5 separate regions of the Mus musculus genome follow, and all the other regions are linked to region 3. The links are chromatin contacts, called in public ChIA-PET, Hi-C, HiChIP or PLAC-seq and promoter capture Hi-C maps. All regions are on one chromosome and are shown on one strand. The core of a region is the stretch at or near the end of the contact, and the rest is flanking DNA. Distances in the headings are between cores, read along the strand shown. Region 1 holds the start of Sema4a (sema domain, immunoglobulin domain (Ig), transmembrane domain (TM) and short cytoplasmic domain, (semaphorin) 4A). Region 2 holds the start of Fdps (farnesyl diphosphate synthetase). Region 3 holds the start of Syt11 (synaptotagmin XI). Region 4 holds the start of Muc1 (mucin 1, transmembrane). Region 5 holds the start of Gba (glucosidase, beta, acid).

Region 1 (2,705 bases), core at 30-2,529, 320 kb after region 3:
CCCAGGGACAGGAAGAGAGTAAAGAAGGATGGCATTGGAGCTGCTCCTCTGGTCACAGCTCCTCCCTGTGACCCAGATAGGCCAATCTGTCTCCAAAGAGAGGCCCTGAGGTGGTGGCTTCCCAAGCCTGATCTAGAGGTCAAGGAGACTCAGAAGTTTGTGTCAGCACAGGGAGATTGGCAAAGTCCTCACAGTGAACGGAGAGCTTGGGGGGGGGCGGGTCTTAGCAAGCTTTGACAGATGAAGCCATCAGGAGGGTCTGTGTGAGCCCAGCTCCTGGGCCACACTGGAGAACGGAAGCAGAGGGGAAAGCATGAAGGGAAGGCCAAGCAGGCTCTACCGAGGAATGCTTTCCGTCTAGGAGCTGTAACTGGAAGGGTGGAGGACAGCCTACAGTGGGGACCATCCTGGCAGTGAGGATGGTGTTTACAGTGAAGATAGGGTATGTCCTGGAGGTAGACCAGCTTGGGTCACTGTGCTCTTTAACCTGAAGTCAGCTGACCCGGGAGAGTGGGCAGCAGCCCAACCACTCTTTATTGGCCTAGGAGCCCTTGGTTACTCATTAACCCTGCGTTATGAGGTCTTCCTGGAACCTTTGGGGAGGAGGAACCAGCCACCATGCCAGCTGGGTGCTTCAGCTCCAAAGCGTATCCCAAGAAGCACGCGTTCAAATGGGGAATTTCTCCAATTTCCCACTGAGACGTCAAATTACTAGGGCTTCCTCAGCAAAGTCATAGGGAAAAACCAAAAAACTAATACAAATGTAGGATTTTTATTTATTTTTTATTTTTTTGATACGGGGTTTCTCTGTATAGCCCTGGATGACCTGGAGCACACTCTGTAGATCAGGCTGGCCTCGAACTCAGAGATCTGCCTGCCTCTGCCTCCCGAGTACTGGGATTAAAGGTATGCCTCGCCACCATGCCAGCTTTAAACGTGTTATCTTTCAAGAATGTGGTCCTACTGGGTGTGGGAGGTCGGGAGGTCTCAGTATGTGGCAGTGGGGGAACCCCACAATGGGGTCAGAGAGAGAAGGAATAGGAGAGAGACGGTGTCATACCGAGCTCTCTTGAGCAAGAGGAGTCTGCAGCTTGGGCTGGTTAGACTGGAAGTGGTGTGCGGGAGAAACAAGGGCATCACTGAACTGGCCGGGAAGGAACTCTTAATTTCTGGATAGACTAAGGAGGGAGGGAGGTGTGTCTCCTGCAAGGCCTTCAAGCCTCACCCCCACTCCCACACTCCACCAGTCTCCCCGCCCTGATCCACCAACTTCCGCCCAAGCCAGCCAGGATCTGTCACAACTCGAGGTAGAAATTCTGGTTTCCCTGGCCTGAAACCCACACTGGCTCTGGCAGGATGGGTGCCTGGAGGGCCGCGCGCCCGTTCCAGCCAGGCTGAGCCTGCTTGCCTTGCCTGGACCCCCTTCTTTGCCTCGGATGGCACCCTGATTCAGGGTTTGAACACAGGACTTCTCAGTGTGGCTGGCTCAAGGGTATGTGAGATGAGGCGGGGGCGGGGGAGGGGTGTGAACCTGCATTCAGTGGCCATGGGGGAGGCTGATTGCGGAGCTCTGGGGAGGCAGACAGGGGGGCTGGAGAAGTTGAGAGTCTGCCAAGGACTCCTGCCCAGGCCACTCCCAGGAAATACAGAGGGCAGCCCCACCACAGTGGTAGATAAACTGGCACGCCCCTATCCCTAAGAAGAAGGCTAGATGGGCCCGATTAAGCAAGAGTCAGAGCCCCTGGGGGCTGAGGAGAGGGTAGGCTGTCTGCCTGGGTTGGGGTGAGTAGCGGGCATAAGGTGTCACAGCACAGGCCAGCCTGGGGAAATCTACCTTTTGCATACAGGAACTAGTTCCCTAGAAGACCTTTGCCCAGGGCCAGAGATGATCAGAGCTCTGGAGCACGGGGCCAGGAGATGCTGAGGGGGCAAAGTGGAAAGGAATTTTTCTGTGAGTCAGGTGAGAAATGGCAAGGTAGTTTTTTTAATGGTTAGGTGACCAGAGGCACAGCGTGGGCCACAGCAGCACCCTATGCAGAGGGCAGCAGGAGGCACCTTCAAGGCTGGGGATGGATGGAAGTGAGACTCTGAGGGCCCTTCCAGAGAGGAACTTCTGCCCCCTGGGGCTCTCCTATTGGCCCTCAGGAAGGGTGTGGTAAGCATGGCTAACCCAGAAAGTGCCTGTTTCCTCAGAACCATCTGGTGACCATCTCAGGCTGACCATGGCCCTACCATCCCTGGGCCAGGACTCATGGAGTCTCCTGCGTGTTTTTTTCTTCCAACTCTTCCTGCTGCCATCACTGCCACCTGCTTCTGGGACTGGTGGTCAGGGGCCCATGCCCAGAGTCAAATACCATGCTGGTAAGTGTCTAGTACCTGGGAGGTATGGATGGCACCATAGAGATGAAGGGGCTGAGGAAGGAGAAGGGTGTGCCAGAGGGGACGAAATGGCACGAAGAAACAGAGATGCCAGGGAGCCTGGGAGGGGCTGGGAGAAGAAGAGGCCACCTGAGGCACAAGTTGATCTGTAAGGGAAGGAAGGGTCACTGTGACCCTTTTCTGCCAACTCAGTGGTTTTTCTTTCCCTCAAATGTCAGTCACTAAGCAAGGAGCCTTAAACTCCTGACTGCTTTTTCAGTACCAGGAGCTGGAAAGCTAAAGCTCGCTCTAGATTGTCTGAGGAGCTGGAGGGCCCAAGCCAACTG
Region 2 (2,784 bases), core at 38-2,537, 330 kb before region 3:
CCAAAGGAGCTCTAAAGAAAACTCCATTTCCTCAAATTCTGACCAAAACTAGCATTCGTTAGGAACTTGTGAAACCGGTTCCCCTTTACCAAAGGGGTTACCCTTACATGGGCAGCAGAAGGGACAAAAATTATGCCGGCCTCCAGGCTCCCCCAGTATATCCAGGCTCTCACAGTATATCACATGTTCCTGGCTCTTCTCAGCTCCCCCATTATCCTAAACGTCTCTATCTCAGGAGCTTCTCTTCCCTCACTTCACATTCTTATAACCTCGGCTATGCTGTTTTGGCCCTCCCTTAAGCTCCCTACCTTCTCTTATGCATGGTCTAGTCCCCTCTGCGAGCCATGTTCAATCTACTATTTTCTCACTCTGTGAGTTGAAGTTTAGCCAGGTCTACAGTGAGAGTTCCAGGACAGCCAGGGCTACATGGAGAAACCTTGCAGAATAAACCAATGTGTAAAGTTTATCTTGTCTAGACCCTTCAACCTTTTAGTCCGGAGTGGTAGTGGTCTCTTTCTTTGGGACAATGAAACTTATTTCTAATACTTCAAGGACAAGTCCATTAATGTCTGAGGTGGTTTGTAGTTTCAGGTCTCTTTTCTGATCGCGATGGGGTTTGGGGTGGAGTAAAAAGGAGTCAACGTGGTGGGCTGGCAAACTGTGAGGCCGAAAGTTCTAACATCTGCTTTGAGTTTTTACCTTTTTGCTTCAAGGGCGCCAAAGTACCTGGGGGAAAGGTGTTGTTTTCTCTCATATAGTCATATAGTCTTCCAAGTAGCCTAAAACTCATTACACGACCCATATTGGTTTTAACTCTTTTTTTTTTTTTTCCCTCCAGCCCCACCCCATGGCTTTAACTCTTGATCTTATTGCCTCACCCCTTCTAAGGGCTGGAAAAATGAGCGACTTCACCTAACTAGAATCAAAGATGTAAGAAGTGATTTGCTAGAGTTGGAAATAGGAAGCTGCAAGGCTGGTTATTCCGGGATCTTAGAAACACTGTCAACCAGAAGCACTGGAAGAACTATAGCTAGGAATTAGATAGCCAATTTCCCAGGCTTTCGGTATGGGTGTACCGACACCGCCGACCGCCTAGTGGGCTGATGGTCCGCGCGCCACCCTTTCATTGGCCAGCCGTCACAAGGCCCATGCTCACACGAGGTAATTTAGCCAATCAGCGAACTAGGCCACACCCACCCTGAGACACAAGTCTGAGTTTCTTGCCGCCTAGTCCGTGGCATGCCGGGAGTCGTAGTTTTATATTTATGTTCTGCCTCCTGAGCCTGGAGACTGGGAACTACAACTCCCAGAGTGCTGAGCGGATGCACGCTCAGCTTTTAGGTGTAAGCCGCAAACATCTTGGACCCCGGGAGAATCCGCGTTGAAGAACAGGTGAGAGCTATTGTTGGGGCTGGAGCTGAGGTTTACCCGTGTCTCGGATCGGGTGAAGCTCCGAGGCACTAAAGGACCAGTCCGTGTTGGAGTTACGGGGCTTGGGGTCGGTGGGCCAGAATGAACGGTTTGCTTGTGCCTTCGTGAATTTCTAAACGCTGGCGTCTTCCTCAAGTCTTCCGTACGCCAGGCCTTTAGTTTACTCTTGTGAGTCCTCCCACGCCCACCTGTTGCTCGGAGGCCGGCTGCGGTTAGCACCAGTGCCGGGACAGATGACAAGCGCACAGCACCTTCGGCTCCAGTCCCCTCATTGGGACTATCTAAGAGCTTCCCTCTCTTTCCCCTACATCCGGACTCCTGGGTTCCAGCTTTGGCTCTTCGTCAGCTCAGCTCTCTTACATTCACTGAACCTCAGTTCGGTGTCTCCATTAACATTGTGACTTAAGGACCTTGCATCCCGTAATTCCCGTAATACAATGTTCCGAATTGTAGTGAACGCAACCTTGGAAGTAGAAAGTGTTCAGTTTTAGCCATTTTCGGTTTAAGTGAAGATCTATTGGATCTCAGTCACTCCGACAAACTTTTCATTTCCTGTGTGTTTTTTATGTAATTCTTGAGTTTAGAAGCGGGGTGGGGCGTTCTAATGCAGGAGGTAACAAGCTTGGCTTGGGGGATACCTTAGGTAACTGCTACCAAGCATCTGCCTTCGGTGCTTGCTCCTGCAGGGAGTGCTTGGTGCCCCCACCCCCATGCACACCCAGGATGCCCCTGTCCTGCTGGCTGAGATCTCTGGGGGTCTTCCTGCTGCCAGCCCCCTGCTGGGCACCCCGGGAGAGGTGGCTTGGTTTCCTACAACGACCCTCCCTGGCATATGGGTGTCCAGTCCTGGGGGCCTGGCACAGTGCCCGCTGGTGGTGCCAAGTGTGGACAGAGGAGCCTCGGTGAGTGTGGTTGGGGTGTGGGGCTTCGGGGAGGGAAGCACCCGAGCCACCCTCTCATTTGTTTGTGTGTGTGTTTTTTTTTCCCTCAGAGCATTTAGCTCCTCTGTCAGAATGAATGGGAACCAGAAATTGGATGCTTATAACCAAGAAAAGCAGAATTTCATCCAGCACTTCTCCCAGATCGTCAAGGTGCTGACTGAGAAGGAGCTGGGACACCCAGAGATAGGGGATGCTATTGCCCGGCTCAAGGAGGTGAGGCATTCAGGACTGAAGAAGCTGGTAGAGGTGTGGATTCATGAGGGGTTTCGATAAGAGCGAAGTGACTACCTGGGTCTCTGGAGTAGATGGGTCTCTGCTGCACTTCAGCCCTCCTCGGGGATGTTTGGCTCCATGACTTTTGACCATCCAGAGAGCCTTGCTTGAGAGTAGCCTTGGACCTAGTAAAGTTTGA
Region 3 (2,770 bases), core at 68-2,567:
TTTCCCAATTGAGTATAATAATTTCAAAAATAAAAAGTTTTGAGTTTCAGTGATGATACAAATTATGCTTAGGAAAAATAATCAGGAAACTTTAAAAATCAATTCATTCATCTTTTCTAGTAGTTTCTCTAACTTAAAAAATACACTTTTTAGGCAGGGTGGTCTATGACTGTAACACTAGCATTTGGCAGGTGTTGAAAGGAGTTCAAGACCAGCCTGGACTACACAGTAAGTTCAAGGTCAGTCTGTATTACCCAAGACCCTGTCAATAAATGTAATTAAAATTACTCTTGACAGGCAGTGGTGGCTCAATAGGAGATTGTAATCCTATCAATAGGAGATTTCCAGTCCAGTATAGGCTACACAAATGAGTTGCAGAGCAGCCTGGTTGAGAGAGACTGTCTTTTTAAAAAATCACAACTTCTCTTCTCTTATGGGGGGGGGGGCGCATTAAGAAACCAAAAGCACTCTTTTGGTCACAGCTGGCCTGATCTTGGAATCAAAACCCAAACCCTACAAAGGAAAAGAAAGGTGACAGGCCATTAGCAGAGACAAAGGAATCTCCAACTGCGGAGAAAAGCCAGGTTCCGAGAAAGAGCCCCCACCTCGGCCACATGTTCCCATGTCCTCAATCTAAAGTCAGAGCCACCCGAGCATGTGCAGCAGGGTGAAGCGACTCATTATTATTATCATTATTATTATTATTATTATTTTGCATATTTTCTGGTGTTTTATACTCCAGAGTACTGGGTTTAAAAGCATGCACCACTACTGCCCAGCCGACTTTAAGTCTTTATTATTGTCTCTGCTTTTCTGAGATAGGTTCTTGTTATACACGTCAGACTGGCCTGAAACTCTTGATCCTTCTGCTTCTACCCAGGTTTCAATCTTTAGTCAGTTTCCATAAATGCCTTTACTGTTTCAGGAGTGCGCTAAAATAATAGCCATCAATACTGAAACAGTATAGAATTTTGCTTTTCTCAACTCCTCGGACCCAGAAGGTTCAGCTTCTAGCTATATAAACTCAGGCAACTAGAATTACAGCTTCAGAAGACGCTAAAGCGACTATCTTCCTGCCCTTCTGTATTTGGAGACCTATCCAAGACTGTCCTTGACTCTCCTTCCTCACCCACTTGAGTGCTATAGTCACAAGGATGTGCGACTGAGCTAGCTAAACACCTACACTTCTTAATGGGCTTTGAAATTTAGCCACAAACGCCCACAGCCTGTGAATGGGCGGAGACTCATCCTCGGAAAAACTCGGCAGTGGGCGGGGTCTTCTCTCGAAGAGCTTCCGGAATCTTTCGGGCAGAGGCGGAGTCTTCTGCCGAGGGCCGTTCGGGAAGAGGCGGAGCCTATCTCTCATCAGGACCAGTCTGACTGCACCTGCATCCTTAGCTCAGAGCATCCCTGGAGCATCTAAGAGGAAAGCGCAGCTAGCAACCAGGGATCGTACTGCAGGGGCAATCGGCCATGCACCTTCCCCTCCCCTGATCTGGAGGTCTACAGCCGCGGCCTCGGTACTGACCGAGATTCCCAAAGTTGTCTGACCTCTGCAAAAGTGTTTCTATCAACAGCCTCTGATTACAACATGGCTGAGATCACAAATATACGCCCCAGCTTTGGTAAGTAGAGCCTGACAAACTAATTTGGGGGCGATCAGTGCCGTTGCAATGCCAGATAGCTGAGGAATGGGCGGGGAGTGAAGTCCAAATGGGACCCTCTCATTGCCAGCCCAGCCAGAATAGGGCCTGAGGTCATGAGTAGAAGGCTGTGGAGAACCTCTGAATTTCAGCTGTGGGATGCAGGCTCTGGCAAGGGCAGAGTGCCACCGAGGATAGGTAGGTCCAGGATGCTAAAACCTTGATGGTAAACCCTTGATGGTGCACTGTCAGCACGTCTGGAGGTGAGAAATGGCAAGCTTGCGGAGGATGTGAACAACCCCCCCCCACCCCTCTTTCTGGAGGAAGAGAGGTGAGGTAGGCCGAGCCCTCCCCCTAGGGGCACGCAGGGCGGTGCCCCTTCCTCCCCCTCCTACTTCTGAGGGCTGCAGAAGAGGAAAGTGGCAAGGGGGATGGGACATCAAGATGGCAGCGTGGAGACTATGGGCTGTATGGCTGGAAGCCAAGGGAGGCGGAGGCCTCCAGGGAAAGCAGGGTGCGGGGGTGGGGAGCACAAATGAAGCCACTCCTTAAGCCGGTCAGAGGGTTGCTAGGGCTGGGGTAAAATGCTAGCCCTGCATGCTTCATTCTGCACCGTAATGGTGTAGTCCTTCGCGGTGTTACCAAATGGCGCTTGGCGCCGCCGGGCGGAGAGATGACGTGATGTCTATTTCTGAACCTCCTGGCAGTGCCTAGGCGCCCCTTCCGGGGCCTTTGTTCCCTGTTTTCCCGGTCTGGCTTTTCAAATAGGGGTACTCACCCGCGCTGGTGCTGGCCAGGGAGGCAATCCTGGCCTGGGGGAGGGGCTGGAGAGGCCCAGCCCGGGGGAGGCTGCTTTGTGTACCACAGAAAGCATTACGTCATCTCGGAGTGGCTGGTCTGCGACCTAGCCCTCTGGGTTCTCAGAGCACTTTTACACTCCCTGGGGCAGAAAGTGCTGTGGTAAATAGGTGGGAAAGAAAGCAAGAGAGGCTTGGCCAAGTCGTTTCCTCTTGGGGAACTCCTCCATAACGATCCAGGAGCGCAAACTTCTCATGCTGTGCTCCACACCACATAAATAAGTAAAATAAAATTGTCCTTCGATTGGAGGAATCAAGTAAGAGTTGTTG
Region 4 (2,700 bases), core at 14-2,513, 460 kb before region 3:
TACCACCGTGGACTACTGGAGAGCTGGTGGAATCCACTGGAGCTGTGGTGGCCGGAGCTGAAGAGGTGCCACTGTGGACTACTGGAGAGCTGTTGGAGTCTTTTGAAAGGCTAGTGGCTGGGGAAGAGGTGTCACCATGGGCTACTGGAGAGCTGGCGGAGTTCACTGGAGCTGTGGTGGCTGGGGAGGAGGTGCCACTGAGGACTGCAGTACTGGTAGAGTCTTCAGGAGCTCTGGTGGCTGGAGAAGAGGTGCTACTCTGGACTGGAGAGCTGGTGGAGTCCCCTGGAGGTCTGGTGGCTGGGTCTGAGTTGCTGCTGTGGACTGGAGTGGTAGTCGATGCTAAGGAACTGCTGGTGTCCTGAGATGAGGTGACACTGTTTTCCTCACTTGGAAGGGCAAGAAAACCTGAACCAGAGTGGAAGATTAGGGGTAAACTGTTTTTATGCTCACAGCAGCGCAGCACTAATCAACAGAGTTGGACACTGGGTCGCTTTGGATAACATGTGTGATGTTTTAGTTCCGGCTAGAGCCAAAGTTGAAGAAAAAAAAAACAAAACAACAACAACAACAAAAAAAAAACCTACTGGGTTGATGAATAAAAATCAGAGCAAGAAGAAAAATATAAACTCTGAAAACAAAGTAACCGGGGAAGGAAGGGGGATCATGTTAGCATCAGGTAGCCCCTGGTTTGCCTTCATCCTGACAGCCTCCCTCCCTAAGCAGAGGTCTCACCTCTGCTTCTGGCTCATTTATTCCTCTACTTGAGACAAGTATTCATACTGTAGCCTAAGCTGGCCTTGAACTCTCTGTGAACCTGAGCGTCCAGGGTGTGGGAACTATAGACTGGAACCACTGCACACGGCCCCATTCTTCCACTCCGGAGCTACTTCTCCTGACACAGCCTCTCTTCTCTACTCCCCACAAAGAGTATTATTTGCCTACTATAGTGCCCACTCTCCTGAGGGGTCACCTCTTCTCAGCCTCCTTCCTTAGCCTCTTTTCCCCCCTGGCACATACTGGGCCATACCTGTATGGATGGCCATTTATGACTCTCATAATCTACCAGTAAGCAAACTCCACAGAAAGACTGGGAGTCCCACCTGAACAGCGCAGCCCCTCCCCACCTTGCGCCTCTCACCTTTTAGACTTGCTAGAAGTAGCAGCAGGAAGAAAGGAGCCCGAATGCCCGGGGTCATGGTGGTGGTGAACAGGCGGGAAGGGGCTAGAAAACAAACTCAAGGCTGGCGCTCCGTGTGTGAGGTGGAACAGGGCTGGTGCCTGCTGCTTTATACCAGTCCCCCTCCCGCCCTAGGCACAGTCAGAGCAGGTGACAGGTAACAAAACTCCGCCCCCTCCCCTATTCTTTTCCTCCTCCTCCCCCCCAGTCATTCCTGTGTAGGGTACTTGGGCTCCAATCACTCAACCTTATGACAACCTGTTTTTTCTCCATCTGGCCTCCCACTTTTACCAACCGCTCCTTGACTACCCCAGGTGTGTATGTGGAGGAAACCTGGGGCCCCCTGGCTCTGGTTTTAGTCCCAGAGTGACCGCCAAGAAGAGGAAAGGAAACACAGAAAGGCCCTGGACAGCAAGACATGGGAAGTCCATCCCTAGGTCCCCCGATCCCTTTTCCTATTCTCTCTGCGGGTCCTTGAACACCACTTCTCACAAGTTGAGAGGACATAAGGGGGCTGGATAATAGTGGACAGGTCGCTAGTTTTAGTCTCCCTCCCCGAACCCCCCCCCCCCCCGCCACTTCCCGGAACAGCCCCGCCCTTCTAGCCGTTCCCGGTACTCTGAAAACCACAATCCCCGCCCCTGCCAGACTTTCCAGTAGCCTGGGTCTCTCTTTGGCTTTCTCCCGAGAAAGGCGGTGGGGGAAATTTCCACTTAAAAAGGACTAAACTTGGGCTCCACTGAAGCCTAAGGTCCTTCCTACCCAACCCTCCACCTTGAGTGGCAGGTTGACCGGCCCTTCTATCCGGAAACGCCTGCCCTCTAGTGGTCACCGCGAGCGTCGCGCGGCGTACTCGCACCAGCCGATAGTTTGGCAGCACAGCCCAAGTTGAGACAGATTAACTTAAGGAAGTTAATTGTGCCTTGGCGAAAAGAATCAATGCCTCGGACAGATAGGAAAGAATGCACACTGTAGGGGAGAAGCAAGGGTCATTAATTGGGCTACTAGACTTCTGGGGATGGTGTTTGCGGGTAGGGTAAAAGTGGTTGGAGCCCCAAGGTATCTGGAAGGGGGGGCATCAAGTTGTGTGATGACATTGAATGGTGGGGGGTGGGGTGTAGGACGGGTTATGTCTAGGTAGCTAGATATTGAGGAGGAAGAGATTAAGTAGGTGGGCCGATCGTGGAACATGAGAACGTTGAGATGTATCTGGGAAAGGAATATTTGGGGCGAACAAGCACTCGAAACAAGGCAAACCCGTGTGTTTGTGTGTGTGTTTAGGGAGAAACGAAAGGTGTTCTGAAGGGCAGAAACAGTTGAATTTGGGGAGGGCTTTGGGTTCACAGTAGCGCGGACTGAGGATGCCAGGCCGGATCCCGCAAGCGGAGGTTGCGGAGTAAACCAGCAGGAGCAGTTACAACTGTAGTAGGCAAACAGTTCTTAGTCCCAACGAATACAAGACGGAAACTAATACTTTAAAAACATTTCGGAGGTGCAGGAACGGAGGCGTGGGTCCCACG
Region 5 (2,700 bases), core at 22-2,521, 430 kb before region 3:
GAGGGACAGATAAAGTGGCTACCTGTGCCAGTGCGATTGGCCTGGATGGCCCCGACACTCAGCTCCATCCGACGTCCACGTCGAGTGCTCTCGTAACGGCTGAAGGTACCCAGAGCCGGTAAGGTCACGGGGTCAAGAGAGTCACAGTACGATGCATTACAGACACAGACCACTGAGCTGTAGCCAAAGCTTTTGGGGATGCAGGGTTGGGCACCTAGGAGGCAGGGCACAAGCAGAGGCAGGCATCAAAGCGGGTTTATGAGGGAGTGGGCATGCTAGGTACGAGACAGAACAACAATTAAAAAAAAAAAAATCCGGGCTGGTGAGATGGCTCAGTGGGTAAGAGCACCCGACTGCTCTTCCAAAGGTCTGGAGTTCAAATCCCAGTAACCACATGGTGGCTCACAACCATCTGTAACGAGATCTGACGCCCTCTTCTGGTGTGTCTGAAGACAGCTACAGTGTACTTACATATAATAAATAAATAAATATTTTTTTAAAAAAATCCTTCCACCATACTCCCAGCCCAAAGATGTCTCAGGCATTCTAAAAGAGTTACAGAGTCCCTACTGAAATTTCAGCACCATAATGGAAGGCTACCAGAGGACTTTGGGGGCAGGGGACACCTTCATGCCTCCATCTCCATCCTAGACTCACCATATGCCCAAGATACCGCCTGAAATAGGAAGAATCCGATGAGCCTGGCAGCCATGACACCAGCACACTTCTGAGAAGAAAATGTAGAGGAAAGATAATAGTGTAAGACTCTCTCTACCCTGCAACCACCCTCCTGGCCAGAGTTTAGCTGCCTGTGGATGCTCACAGCATAGGCTCCCACCTTTATTAGTGATTAGACAGTGCCCGTAGACCCTGGAGGCGTCCTGCATTCATTCACTCTGCTAGGGAGTTTGCTGCCCACTCCAAAGAAGACTCTCTTCACTCTTTTCCCCCATCGATTTCAACCTTCAGCCCTCCCTCCATCTGTGCCCTCAAAGAGCCATGATGCCCTGAATTTAAAAAAAAAAAAATTGAACTCACCGAATTCCATAATCTAGATAGGCAGAATTCCCGAAGCAAGATTGACAAGGCAAATTGTAGCCCTGCCCGCTTACCTCTCCAGAAGATCTTGGAAACTGGAGCTACTCAGGACCAGCGAATGAGAAGACTGTGGAAGTTTCTGTGCCTTGGAGGGATAGAAGACCTACCAAATAAAACACAGACAGATATCATAGCTCTTGGAACCGACTAGCACAGCAAGTTCCTTCCGGCTTAAAGGGGCGGACAGAGTCACATGATGACTAAGCCGGTCACGTGATGCAGGAAGTGAAGCAATCGAAGCCATATTTGTAATGGGCAGTTGGGCTCTTCTAGGTTAGTCATTCATTGCATACCCTGTGAATTTTGGGGAGGCCTAAAGGATGACACCTTTAGGAAGAGAATTCTAACAAGGATTGTATGGACAGCTGAGTAGAGGCTCCTAAATCCAAGACAGAGAGGACTTCTAGCCTGTGAGGGCCACTGTATTCACATGCACATACCGACACACAGATATACATAATTTAAAAATAAAATTTAAAAATAAAAACAAGGGGCTGGAGAGATAGCTCAGCGGTTAAGAGCACTGACTGCTCTTCCAGAGGTCCTGAGTTCAATTCCCAGCAACCACATGGTGGCTCACAACCATCTGTAATGGGATCTGACGCCTTCTTCTGGTGTCTGAAGACAGCTACAGGGTACTCGTCATATATATAAAAAATAAATAAATAAATATTTTAAAGAAAATATTTATTTATTTATTATATGTAAGCTGTCTTCAGACACTCCAGACCTCTGGAAGAGCAGTCACTGCTCTTAACCACTGAGCCATCTCTCCAACCCCAAATAAAATCTTTTAAAAAAATAAAAATAAATAAAAACAAAATTTAGAAACCCCACATACAGCCTGGAATTGGTGGCACATGCCTTTAAATCCAGCACTTGGGAGGAAAAGGCAGGCGGATCCCTGTGAGTTCAAGGCCAGCCTGGTCTATGGGGCAATTTCCAGGACAGCCAGTCCTGTTACACAGGGAAACCCTATCTCGAAAAACAACAACAAACCCCACATACACACAATCTTTATCCTAAAAAGACTAGTGAGACACATGAGTCAGACACTTACACGGAGTTACAGGCGAAGACAGACAGAAATGTTGAGAGGTATACTTGCAAGACTCCTTGAGAGGAAAGGGGACCCTTCCCAGAAGAACAGGCGGGGGGGGGGGGGGGGGGGAGTCACAGTAAGTGCAGGGAGTTGCTGTCGGGCTCTGGAGATCAGGACCAAGGGAGGGAGTGGTCCCCACTGGCCGTTTCTGGATTCTCTTGCTTTATCATCAGATGCTGGCTGGAAAGCTCTTCATCCTTCCTCCCAGGAAACTGGAAAATGCTGTCTGTCTTTGGTGGACACAAGAAGAGGGCTGTCGTCCGGGTTTCCTTGTGAGCCACAATAAAGTTGATTAATTGGCAGTGACACATGCAGCGTGATCTGACTAAGTCCAGGTCTCTGAGCCTGTTTCCACACTTGCCCAACATAGACACCAGCATAGTCTCACAGAACCATTACTAGCGTTAGCAAGAGAAGTCAAGGGAAGTCTGAGCCTGTTTCCACACTTGCCCAACATAGACACCAGCATAGTCTCACAGAACCATTACTAGCGTTAGCAA

What was found. A called contact is a pair of places that touch in the nucleus more often than the background predicts. ChIA-PET counts read pairs in DNA pulled down with a chosen protein or histone mark. HiChIP or PLAC-seq counts read pairs in DNA pulled down with a chosen protein or histone mark. Capture Hi-C pulls out chosen DNA fragments and counts their contacts.
Region 1: a contact with region 3 is called in an RNA polymerase II ChIA-PET map of memory CD8 T cells, with 12 read pairs. The contact joins the promoter of Sema4a here to the promoter of Syt11 in region 3. A contact is called at or near these places in 1 of 39 promoter capture datasets (pre-B cells) and 2 of 115 datasets of contacts at active chromatin or transcription factors (memory CD8 T cells and pancreatic cancer cells).
Region 2: a promoter capture Hi-C map of adipose tissue shows a contact between it and region 3. The contact joins the promoter of Fdps here to the promoter of Syt11 in region 3. A contact is called at or near these places in 1 of 39 promoter capture datasets (liver) and 1 of 9 other capture datasets (adipose tissue).
Region 4: a contact with region 3 is called in an H3K4me3 HiChIP or PLAC-seq map of bone marrow-derived macrophages, with 5 times the contacts expected there. The contact joins the promoter of Muc1 here to the promoter of Syt11 in region 3. A contact is called at or near these places in 2 of 39 promoter capture datasets (both in liver) and 1 of 115 datasets of contacts at active chromatin or transcription factors (bone marrow-derived macrophages).
Region 5: a Hi-C map of B cells shows a contact between it and region 3, with 8 read pairs. The contact joins the promoter of Gba here to the promoter of Syt11 in region 3. A contact is called at or near these places in 1 of 39 promoter capture datasets (liver) and 1 of 484 Hi-C or Micro-C datasets (B cells).

The regions. Positions count from the first base shown.
Region 1 is chr3:88,454,335-88,457,039 of GRCm38.p6, reverse strand. It overlaps Sema4a (sema domain, immunoglobulin domain (Ig), transmembrane domain (TM) and short cytoplasmic domain, (semaphorin) 4A), which reads left to right and starts at 1,279. Exons shown (of 15, transcript NM_013658.3): 1 at 1,279-1,492; 2 at 2,194-2,361. The coding sequence starts at 2,223.
Region 2 is chr3:89,100,470-89,103,253 of GRCm38.p6, reverse strand. It overlaps Fdps (farnesyl diphosphate synthetase), which reads left to right and starts at 1,287. Exons shown (of 10, transcript NM_134469.4): 1 at 1,287-1,392; 2 at 2,423-2,585. The coding sequence starts at 2,445.
Region 3 is chr3:88,771,146-88,773,915 of GRCm38.p6, reverse strand. It overlaps Syt11 (synaptotagmin XI), which reads left to right and starts at 1,317. Exons shown (of 4, transcript NM_018804.3): 1 at 1,317-1,625. The coding sequence starts at 1,592.
Region 4 is chr3:89,227,619-89,230,318 of GRCm38.p6, reverse strand. It overlaps Muc1 (mucin 1, transmembrane), which reads right to left and starts at 1,263. Exons shown (of 7, transcript NM_013605.2): 1 at 1,142-1,263; 2 at 1-408. The coding sequence starts at 1,199.
Region 5 is chr3:89,201,499-89,204,198 of GRCm38.p6, reverse strand. Gba (glucosidase, beta, acid) reads right to left here and starts at 1,271. Exons shown (of 11, transcript NM_001077411.3): 1 at 1,113-1,271; 2 at 658-727; 3 at 23-214. The coding sequence starts at 712.